Linked DNA regions of Gossypium arboreum: region 1 is linked to region 2. A link is a contact called in public Hi-C data. All regions are on one chromosome and are shown on one strand. Each heading gives the region's core, a stretch centred on a gene start, on an enhancer-like site or on the middle of the called end of the contact. The rest is flanking DNA. Distances are from core to core; before and after follow the strand shown. Region 1 holds the start of LOC108457192. Region 2 holds the start of LOC108484053 (auxin response factor 3-like).

Region 1 (5,417 bases), core at 265-2,764, 490 kb after region 2:
CTCCCCACAGAAAACTAACATAATTACAGCCTTGGTAAGTACTAAAACATCCATCGCTACTGCTAGTCCCATTCAGATGTCGAAACCCGTTTTCTAGGCACATAACCTTCATCCTGATCCCCATCGTCCTCTTCTTCAAGGTTGTTAACACGTTCACATTCATCAATCCATTCACTGTATCTGAGAAGTCACAAGAATATAAGCAAGAGAGTGAGGTAAAGACTAAACTCCACACTGATAGGCGACGGAGCAAACACTAAAAATCACATTGATATGCACTTACATGTCTATTGGTTCAGTCAAAGCTGCAAATACATAAACAAAGAAACATGGATGAGTCAATAAAAAGGCAGCCAACTTAGCTTTCATCACAACTTGCAAAATATTTGAAGTTCTTTACCAGCCACAAGGTATTGGTATCATAAGTACCTGTTATAACAGTGCTAAAGCTTTCCTGGCATATTCTGCAAGAGGCTTCGCCAATCAAGTTCTTCATATCACTGGAACAGAAAAGCAAAATATATTTTCTCGTAAATTCTTATGATACAAACGCCATTGACATAATACAACTTTTTCCTTTTATCTTTCATCAAAAACAAAAATGGATAACAATGTTTACCCATTGAAAGTTGAAAAAGAAGCATTGTACCAAAATTATCTCAGTTATTAGGTCACAATATGGGCACAATTTCTCAAAAAACAAGCATAAGAAGTTTGTACTTACAGGCGGCACTCAACACTGGTTCCATGGTTACAAAAGGGGCAGCTGAACACAGTGTCAAGCTTATCCATCCGCTTCTTAGGAGCAGGCTTTGCTCTTGATTTCCTCTTTCCCATACTTCAATTCCTTCAACATTTCAAATTACAAGTAAAATAAGCATAAAATTTCTGAAATTACAAAGTTTTTTTTAAAAAGTTCTCAAAGAATACCAGATTCTTCAATTCAAACCCTAACTAATTATTTTAGACATTCTTCCTTCGGGAAAAAAATATTTAGTTTAAGCGGTAAAACACAATATTTTTTCCCCTCAAATTTCTCAAAAAGCATTTAAATTCGTTCTTCGATTTTCTTTTCTTCTTAAGGTTATGCAATATTAGAAAAAAAAGAATTAGGCAAATTTCAAAGGCTAATCAATCCGGCCGACAAAACATCCACCAAATTAATCTAAGCGAGAAGAAAAAGAATAAATTTTTATTTAGAAAAAAAATGCTAACGAATATAACTCGAATCTCATCGATAAAGAATCAAGTAGAATAATTGAACTTACAAAAGGACGATCTCGATAATCGTAAGGAGCGAAAACCCTAACTTTTCGATGCGTTTCCAAGCAGAGGTAGTAGAAGAATGAAGAGAGGGATTTAGATTTTCTAATTTATAGAGTTAAATGCACGGCTGTTTAAACGACACCGTTTTCTTGAAAACAGTTGTCCAGACCCTACAACCTATTTAGCCCAATGTCAACCCACGTGTCCATCTAGCTAACATGCGCCTGCCCTCAACGTTCAAAACTAAAAATTAAAGGAAAAAAAAGTAAAAACCCTTCTAAAATCCCTAAAACCCTCTGCTTTCATCATCAATGGCTTTCACTCATTCACTTTCCCGTCCATTTTCCATCCAATTCCCCTCTCATTCCCCCCAAAAGTTCACTTCTTTCCCCAAGCTACCCTTCCGCAACCCCAAGATTCCCTTCCTTATCCTCTCCCGTTCTTCTCCTAAGTCGGCTCCATCCACCGAACAGGAAGCCCTAAAATTCATAGCGGACTCCGATGGAACCACGCTCCCTTGTGTTCGAACCTACGAAAACGACCTCGCTCGCCTCACACTCGTTGGGGCCGTTAGCTTCGATCAGGCTTTGACGGCTGCTGCTGCTGATGGAGGCCGAGCCGCCACCGAGCACGTCGACTCCGGTATCCCCGCTATGGTTATTGAAACCGTTTTCCCAGGTCCAACCGCTAAAAGCGCCACCGTTTCTACACGATTGGTTCGTTCATTCCCGTCCTTTATCAAAATAGGAAATTAGCCGTTAAATATTTATCTAATTTTTTTGGGAACAGTTTTTGCCGGCTAGGAAAGTTAAAGAAAAAGCTCAAAAGCTGAAAAAGTCATTTTCTGAAGATATTTTTGCCGGAACATCATCAAAAAACATACTGGCTATGACTTTTAGGCAAGTGGTTATGCAAAAGATTTGGAGTTTCGAACTGGTTTTGTTTCGACCTGGAACTGAAAGAGATATGGAAGATCTTGAAAATCCAAGAGAGGTTAGATAACCACTGGTATTTCATTTTTGTGGATTCTGTTCAAGTTTGTTATCTGTATGTCGGATTTTTCCGTGTAATGCCATAATTAATGTTTTTTCTGCAGGTTCCACTTGATACTGATAGGTTCGGTTCTCTTGTTATGCATTTACTAACAGCAGGTTCCGGCCTCTTTCACTCTCCGGTCATCAGAAGAAAGGGTTATCTCTGTGCTCGGTGAAGTAGTTTGCATCTCAGCTTTACAAAGCACTGAAAAACATTTCCTGGAAAATTTATTGGGAAAAACTCCCTCAAACTTCTTTCGCTGGTTTCGGAAATCAAAAGGGATTGTATCAAAAGATTCATCTGTTGTTTTACATAAAGTGTTTGAAGATGAGATTGTTGAAAATGCCAGGAATCTTCTTGAAAGTTTTAATTCCAGTAAAGAGAGTTTCAATGCTATGGATCTGAGGCAGAAAAACTATTGGTGGACTCATCCTTTGCAGTCTAAGCTGGAAAAGAATGGTGGTCATGAGTTTAGTGCTTGGACAAGTGAGTATATACCTGCCTATCGGCTGGAAATAGATGCAAATACACTTAAGGATGTAAAGTTTGAAGGATGGAGAGAATCTAACGGGAGTAGGTGGCAAGTTCTTTTGACACACTCCCAAATGGTACTTTATTCTTTCCCTTTGGTGTTTCATCTTTTTCTTTATATATTGTATTTAGCTTATTACTGTGCATTATTTCGCAGATACTATCCTTCTCTTTTGATGCTAGCTTATAAAAATTTGTAGGTTGGATTGGCTGATATATTAGATATGTACTATGAAGATGTTTACACACTGCCCAAGAAACAACTACACAGTGGCATGGTTGCCAATTACAACAGCTTGACCAAAGCAAAGGTATCAAAATGCATATTGATTGTTAAAATTTGAAGCTTTATTGTTGTTTGGTTTTATCATACTTTTGTTTGCGCATTGGCTGATCTCTGCATGTTAGATGTTTAGAAATTTTAAGATAGGAGGTGACTGTAAATAATTTGTAATTTAATAAATCAGTTAAGCAAATATTAAACAAGTTTTAATGCTTTTTATTGTGGAAGTATGTGTAAGATTATTGATAATGCTTGGAGAAGTGTTAAACCCAGTACTGGATAGACATATCAAGGATGTTTGAAACTATCTCTTGGAGAATATTCAATAGTAATTGTTAGAATTCCATGAACTCTTTGCTATATTTGACTAATTTGAAATTTTTTTGTTTTCTTCTCTTATTTTGTGGTCTTTTTCTTTTCAAGGTGTTTAGCCTTTTATGAACTTGAAGGATCTGGCTGATAAAAGTATTGGTATTTGAATTGAATCAAGTTCTTAGTCTTTGTCTAATTGTTTCAATTTCTTACAGAGGAACTCTTCTTTCTTGAAAGTAATATCTTCCATCATTGCAAGTGGAATTCTTCTCATTACCATCAGTAGTATCAGTCTATTTAGTTTTCCTTATCTAGGCAGAGGAGGGAAGTACCTTGGAAAATCTCGGTCTCCATCATCAATTATTGAGTCTACAACAATTCAATCTGTAGATGCTGAAAAGGTGGGAATACACTGGTTTCTTTGTGGCTTTGTACTAATTCAGTTTCAGTAATATCTGTGTATTTATTATTGTATCCATGCTCTGTTAATGCTAGTATTAGAATAGGCAAACTGGTTTTCCCTAGGAATTTTCTATGCTATTTGTCCTTGTGGTGTTGCATGTATTTTCTTTGCTGCCAAAGATTCATGTGATTTAGGAATTTGATATATAACTCTAGAGCACCATTTATAGACTGAAGAGGAATCTTGTTGAAGAAATATTAGCAACAAGAAGAAAAAGTATTTGTAGCTAAACAAACTTAACCATCAGAGGAGAAACTTGGAGGAAGAGTAACTGCCATAAAGAGAAAGTTTTAAGACAACCATCAGGGCACATCCCGTTTCTTGTTCTGCTTGCTGATTAGTTTGCACTTTTGCGACAACAATGCCTAACCAAGCTCAGATGGCCAGGAGCAATGCTTATTTCCTGAAAATTTTTATTTCTCAAGATTTAATCCACATCCCATCCATGACCTAGAGCTCTTTGGCAAACACAATGTTCTTGAAAATTATTTCCAACTCTCTCAAAAATGTTATACTTCCATTTCTTACTGTTGATTCTTCTAGCAAAGAGGGAACTTGCTAGCTTCTTCAGAGACCCATATACTGTTCAAGGAGCACCTGAACAGCTGAACCATTCTAGGACTGTGCCTGTACATTAATATGCGATGTTTGAGCTTGTGTGGTACATCCCTGTTTAATAAGTTAAGAGAATGGACTAAGTTTGGATTAAGAGTAAATTTAAAACTTGCTGGTGGCTTGATTGTATATAATATGGTCACAATGCATTCAAGTGAACATCCCTAGCAATTTAGAGGCTAATGTTTGAAACCTTTAATCGTAGTTCCTTTTTGAAGTTCTGTTCTCTTTTATCTTTTCTGGTTTATTATTATTTTTTATTAATTTAAAAAGTTGCTTTTATTTATCAACTGATCTTGATTGAGTATTGGTAGTTGGAGACATTTTGTGTACTGGTAATCCAAAAGATTAAGGATGCTTTTGGCTGGCCTGGTGAAATAGCAACAGAAACCAATATTGGTGCCTGGATTGGTGAAATACCAAGCTGTCTAAAAGCACCTCATCAAGCTAATTCTAATAGTGAGGACAATTCAACTAGTTTTGCTGATGTGGAGAAAATGGATGCTGATATAAAATCATCTGTCCAGGATATTGCTGGTTATCAGGTAAACTCCTTGGTTTAGATTTTGCTTTTATGTTTTGTCTGCTTTTTACCTATATTAGTTTAGCTAAGCCTTCTTTCTAGCTATATACTAGGTGTCAGAAAGAAAAGAGGGAGAAAAGTGAAGTGGGAGCAAACTTAAGTTGATTTTAGTTCTTGACACGCTTAATCTGGTGTCTATTTAAATTGATTTAGCTGGCAACTATAACAGCAAAATTGGTTGCAATCCTGGATTTGAATCTCAATTAAAGTGTTTTCACATGGTTCGGTACTTGTTAGAGTATAAATATGATCAGAAATTTAAAGGAATCAAGCTTGCCGTGGCAGTGAAGCCTATATTTCTAATTTGATTGCGTCTCCCTTTGGTTGGT
Region 2 (6,078 bases), core at 2,218-4,717:
CTCAAGAGTTGGAGATTCAATAAGGTTGTACCTTCTTTCTGCTGCATCTTCAGCTTCAAATTGCATTTTGAACCTCATTCCAATAGAAAATGAGGGATCAAGACACTTCCAGAATTTATGCACGGGTATTATGAAGTCCGATGAACTGGCCCTAGTACATCATCGAAAATCTTAGCTTTAAGATCACATCGAGAAAGTGACAGTAGAGGAGGATCCCAAGAATAACTAAAATATACAAATTAAAGAAAACAAGAAGCTTAAGAGTACATTATGCACGCATTCCTCACAAAGAACTAACCACCAATGAGATATAGGACAAATGGCAATTAACATGAGAATCAAGAGTTAAGCCTATGGAGATTTTCTAAAAATAATATCAACTTGTATATAGAACACTATATATCTAAACTAAAGATGATTTCTCAAAACTTCTGCATCATGCATAAATTATTTTGGGATACTAAGAGGATATACAAATAATATACAGTGTGATTCAGGCTTTAAGTGAACAGAATCTTGAGAAAACAAGTGAAAATGCGAGCCCCATGAGCCACTTCAAGGTTTAGACCAAGTTTTTATGAGCATATCAAAGTACACATAAGCTGCATAAAAATATAAGCAATAAATTTAATAAATTTAAACATAGTATATGTATCATTCTCTCATTTCAAATCCTTTTACCTCCACAAGGCCAGAGCATAGCACAAAAAGGAAAAAGAATCTAAAAGTTCACTTGGAAGTTTCAAATTGCGTCCTCAGAATATAGCTTGTAAAGTATCTAAATAGGGCAGTGGCATACCTTGGATTGTAGTAAATGCTGAATACACTTTTCATAGAAATAGCATGAACCACATCTGCAAAATTGCTGCAATTCAACTGCTGGCTGCAAGATGATGGAAAAGAAGAGCCATCTTTAATTTGAGCAGCTCTTCGGATTCCAAGCCTCAGTTCTCCACCTTCACCCCTGCCATGGACACCATATAAGAACTCCTGTAGGATATTAGTTAGAACTTCACATAGGGAATATTTGTAACCTCAGAAAAAGCACCGCATCTCCAGAGACAAGCTTCTTCTTATTTACAAATGCACTCCATCCGGAAGTCAGCAAATGTCTCCGTGGTTGACCTACTCAAACCAAAACTATATTTAACAGCAAATAGAGAAATGAACAGCTAATCAAGGCTCTGACCTACATGCCTTTGTTCTGAGAATGGAAATCCATAATGTGGAACTTTGCGTTAAAATGCACCCGATAACTAGTGCATACCCCTATAGATGTGTCGAAATCTCCATTCAGAACCATGCAGGTCTTTCGCAACAAGCTCTTGTGAGGGCCTTTGCTGATTATAGTCCTACAATACCAATCTAGTTAAACTCAAAAAGATACACTGAAGATTGCTTTACAAAAACATAATGAACTGTTGTAAATATACATTGAAATAAGCAATGAAAAGTTAAAGACAATACAAGGAGAAAGTGCAAGAAAATTACCAAGGGAGGAAAGCAGTCCTCGGCAGCTCGACGAGGAACAGAGAAGCCACCATGCGTGCTGGTATCGGAAGCGGTTAGTGTCTTGCAGAACATATGGGGCGTGGTTGACTTGATATTGGTTTCAGTATCCTCCTCTTCACCATCTGCCTCAGTCTTCCCTCCCTCCAACTTCTGCTCAGATTGCTACAAAAGGCATAATTTAGTAATTTACACAAAAAAAATTGAGTTAACAAGAGAAAAATGGCACCTTGAAAATGAAACGAGAAGCAACAAGCACATCAAACCAACAAAATGACACCAAATGTAAGAATTAAGTTCAACTGATCTTTGGACAATATTTCTAATTCAGAATAACGGTATTGCCTATGGACCAAACTGAATATAATTTTCTGTTCATACTACTTTTATAAGCAACCATTAACCAAGCAAAACAAGGAGCTAGAATAAAACCCACCTCCGTTTCAGGAACCAATGAAACTTGGGCGTAAACCTCATCTGTGGCACCCTCAGCCTGCCAACAAGAACAAACATTTCATTGCAAATCCACATTCTAAGAATAACAACTGCACCACTGTCCTTTGTCCCCTATCATTGTCGGGGAAAACAAATCAAGTAAAAAATAAAATCAATTCCAAATACTCGAAACACTCGATTTCACATGATAAAACCAATTTCACAAAGTCAATTCTCTGGAATACTACATCAAATCCAGACGCAATCACCCTCCCTCCCCCCCCCCCCCAAAAAAAAAAATATGGAAGAACCAAACCCATAAAAGCACAAAAAAAAATACGGACTTTAAAGCTCTCCCCTTCGAAATAGTCCTCGAGAATACAAACTCAGAAAAAGGAAAATTTTCCCACAACCCCAAACCTCGACAACGCATTCATTAGACAAAGATAATATATAGAACACACAAGATGGAGTGACAGTTTATAAAACACATGTATAGATAGCTTACATGGAGCTTGACATCAACAACCAGACAAAACACGTGGGGAGGGAGATCATAAGCTGCAGCTACACCGGAAAAATCGGAAACTTGTTCCAAGTGGCCTTGAGGGAAGTACACCACTACATTTCCTCTCTTTGGCAAAGATATAAGTGGACCAGCACACGCATGCCAAAGTTCTAAACAAACAGAAGAACCAGAACCAGGGGCACTTAACACGGAAGCTGAAGATGAAGATGGAGACAAAGAACCAGATAATGGCGTTTCATCGTCTTCCGTAGAGTTCAGATCGATTAATCCCCCCATTGGTATTTAAAAATATAAGCTTAGAAAGAAATGATTTTCCTGGAAAAGGTAAGTAGCGAGATATGAAGAAGAGGGTTTTTCATGACTGCATTTTCAGAGCTTAGAAAGAAATGGGTTTTTGGCATTGCAAAAAGAACAGAGAAATTAAGTCAAGACCTCAAAAAACACAAATTTTTTTTTTTAAAGAGAGGGGTGATGGGTTTTAGTCTATTTTGTCTAACAAATCAAATCAAGCCTCTTTATTACCTTTAATTAATTAGGAAATTACAATTAAAACACACACACACACAAAAAAAAAAAAAACTTCAGTATCTATAATAAATAGATATAGTAAAGGTGTTTGTATATACATATATATTTGGTGGTGGGGTGGTTCTTGACTGCAAGGTAAGCAGTAGCAGTGCTGCATGACTGCAACTACTGCTGCTGCAAATGCTGCCACTGGTGAGAGTGATGTGTGGCAGGAAGGGTGAAAGAAAGAGCTTTTATTAAGTGGGGTTTTAACTTTGTTTTAGAGTTTTAATTGTGTATAATTTTAAAATATAAAAATGAAAGCTGAGTGTGTTGCAGTACGGCTCCCTGTATTTCCGGGCGGATGTCCATTCTGTCACCTTCTACTCGCCCAAATCTCACTCATCTCTATCCCCATTAAACCTCCCTTTTTGAGGTACTTCTTTGGGATAGAATTGCAAATATTTTTAATATTTAAATGTTACAGCTTCAAATAATTAACATTTTAATATTTTGAGATCATAATTATACAGTAACATTAAAGCGATAAACTTTTTCCAACTTCAAACTATAAATCATGGATTTGTCCAACTTGCCAAGTTGCAATAACCATATATTTATATATTAATGATAAAGGATTACAGTATCGATCGCCTCTTCTATGATTCTTGCTTGGCCATAAGTATTGACTTTGATGCAGAGTCTTGTAGGCCATTATGGTGGTTTGTTTTCTTGAATAAAAAGCAATGAGAGATGCAGGTAATTATGGCTGACCAATATGGGATTTTGTGTATTAATCATGAAAGGAATTCCCTTCATACGTAGCTATTCTCTGTTATATATATATATATAAAACTAGTCTATGCGTCAATTTAAGACCCAATGTTAAGGTGCAAACATTAAGTTGAAACTTCAATTTTAGGAAATTTAATACAATAATATTAAAAATAATTAATTTTAAAAATAGTGTAAATTCTAAATTAATTATGAAAATAATATATTTATTGTAGTTAAAGGTGGTGTCGCGTCAGGTACAAGGGATACCACCTAAAATATAAATTATTTATTATAAAATAAGTAAATAAAATGGGTTTTGCGTCAGTTAAGGCACCTAAACTTTCCTCATATTTTAATAAAATGTTGATTACCAACAGAGTTAAATGATATTTTTAATTTTTATTTATAATATGATGTATTGTATATAATATTTATATTGGATTTATCATTATTTATATTTTAATATTTGAAATATAGATAATATATTTAAATTAAATTTTATAAATAATTAATATTAATTATTTAAATATATTTAAAATTTATATTTTATATCAAAATATTAATAATGAAATATTTTTATACCTTTACTAAAATATAATAATATTAAAGAAATTAAACTTTATTTTTTAAATATATATTTTATTTCACAATATCGTGTGTAAAATAAAAATTTTATTTCTCTAAAATATTCTTTTACAACAATACTAAACATTTAACTCTTAAATTAAATTTTTAAAAGTATTTTTAAATAAAAAAAAACTTAACCATTAGTCTCTACCCTTAATTGCAAACAAACACGGAAAAAAATTGTAATAGTAGACAAAAACACTGTTGTTAGGCTGCATAACAACTCCAACCAATATAAAATAAATAAATGGTAAATTTGTCCAAATTTTCATATTACGCTTAGATAATTTAATTTAAGGGATAAGTTGTATTGAGATTATACTTTATATTTAAATACAGTAACATGATATGGGATTGTGAGATTATGGGGTACCTAAAATATTTTGAATCCAAACAATACCATTTTATTCGGAATGCATAAAATAAGAAAGAAGCTCTTTAGTTTAAGGCTTAAATGCAAAATCACTTCTCAAACTATACAACTTTTCCTATTTATGTAAAAAAAATTTTTGAGGGGTTAAAAGTAGTATCTAAACTATCAATTTCATCTTTTTCAAACTAAAACACTATGTCAACCAATAAAAACAAGGCATGTGTCATATTTTTATTGGATGTTACACACTTTATAAATAAAATGAGACAATTAAGCCATATTTCAAAAAAAATACTTTAAATACATAAGTGAAATAAAACCAATATAGTTCAAGCTAATTAAGCCTTAGTTTAGTCAATGGTTAACAATTACAATCATATATTAGTCTTTAGGAAAATTATTTGTGTCCAGAAAATTTCATCAAGAATGTCTAGAGAATTTGGTTTTGGGCACTTGAAATCTGAAGTTCACCCTTGTAGTGTTTTAAAATAAAATTTGAATTTTTTTTTCTCTCATGTAAAGATAATATTATCTCATATAAAGATGTATTTATTATGCTCCCCTTCCCAATGAACAAACTCAACACTGATTGACCAACTTATTTCTTCTCTATCTAAACCTAATTTTATTACTTTTCACAATTCTAATATAAATTGTATAATTTTCCATTTGAATATCCTTCTTAAAGGTGTTCATGGCGGATCGAATTGGGTTCAGATCGGGCTCAACTAAAAATTTAAGCTCATTCATTGGGTTTGGATTGGACCGGGCCTAAAATTTTGTCAAAGTCTGACTCAAATAAAAATTCTAAAACCTTTGGCCCGGCCCGTCATTTCAGTATTAATTTTATATTATTTTTAAATATATGTAATACATCAAAATACTAAAAATCAATATAAATATTTCTCAACAAATTGAAAATAAAATTTAAAAAATATGTAAACTTAAATAGCACTAAGATAGATGCAACTTAACAAGCAAATACTTCTAAAATAATAACAAAATTAACAAATGCCTTTAAAATAATAATAAATTTAATAATAAAATAAGTTTTATACAATATCTAAATAATAACAATAAAATTGTAGCAACATAATAGTAATATGGTAGCAAAATAAGGAGAAAACAATAATAAAATAACATTAAAAAAAAGTAGATTTTTTTGACATTTAGTCAATTCGGGTAGGGTCGGTCCGGGCCACGCTAGGGCCAAAAATACCTTACCCGAGGCCCAGTCCGTTTTTTAAACGGGCCTTATTTTTTTGTCCAAGCCTATTTTTTAGGCCTATATTTTTACTCAAACCCTCCCACATTTTGAATG

Evidence for each region. A called contact is a pair of places that touch in the nucleus more often than the background predicts.
Region 1: a Hi-C map of leaf shows a contact between it and region 2, with 1.9 times the contacts expected there. The contact joins the promoter of LOC108457192 here to the promoter of LOC108484053 in region 2. A contact is called at or near these places in 2 of 5 Hi-C or Micro-C datasets (both in leaf).

The regions. Positions count from the first base shown.
Region 1 is chr6:37,643,231-37,648,647 of ASM2569848v2, forward strand. It overlaps LOC108457192, which reads left to right and starts at 1,515. Exons shown (of 8, transcript XM_017756102.2): 1 at 1,515-1,982; 2 at 2,056-2,259; 3 at 2,415-2,909; 4 at 3,033-3,143; 5 at 3,643-3,828; 6 at 4,820-5,050. The coding sequence starts at 1,578. LOC108457193 (transcription elongation factor 1 homolog) reads right to left here and starts at 1,411. Exons shown (of 5, transcript XM_017756105.2): 1 at 1,269-1,411; 2 at 725-847; 3 at 430-500; 4 at 284-305; 5 at 1-180. The coding sequence starts at 837. The coding sequence ends at 63.
Region 2 is chr6:37,154,093-37,160,170 of ASM2569848v2, forward strand. LOC108484053 (auxin response factor 3-like) reads right to left here and starts at 3,468. Exons shown (of 9, transcript XM_053030158.1): 1 at 2,453-3,468; 2 at 1,946-2,002; 3 at 1,492-1,662; 4 at 1,268-1,352; 5 at 1,035-1,125; 6 at 800-964; 7 at 1-151. The coding sequence starts at 2,749.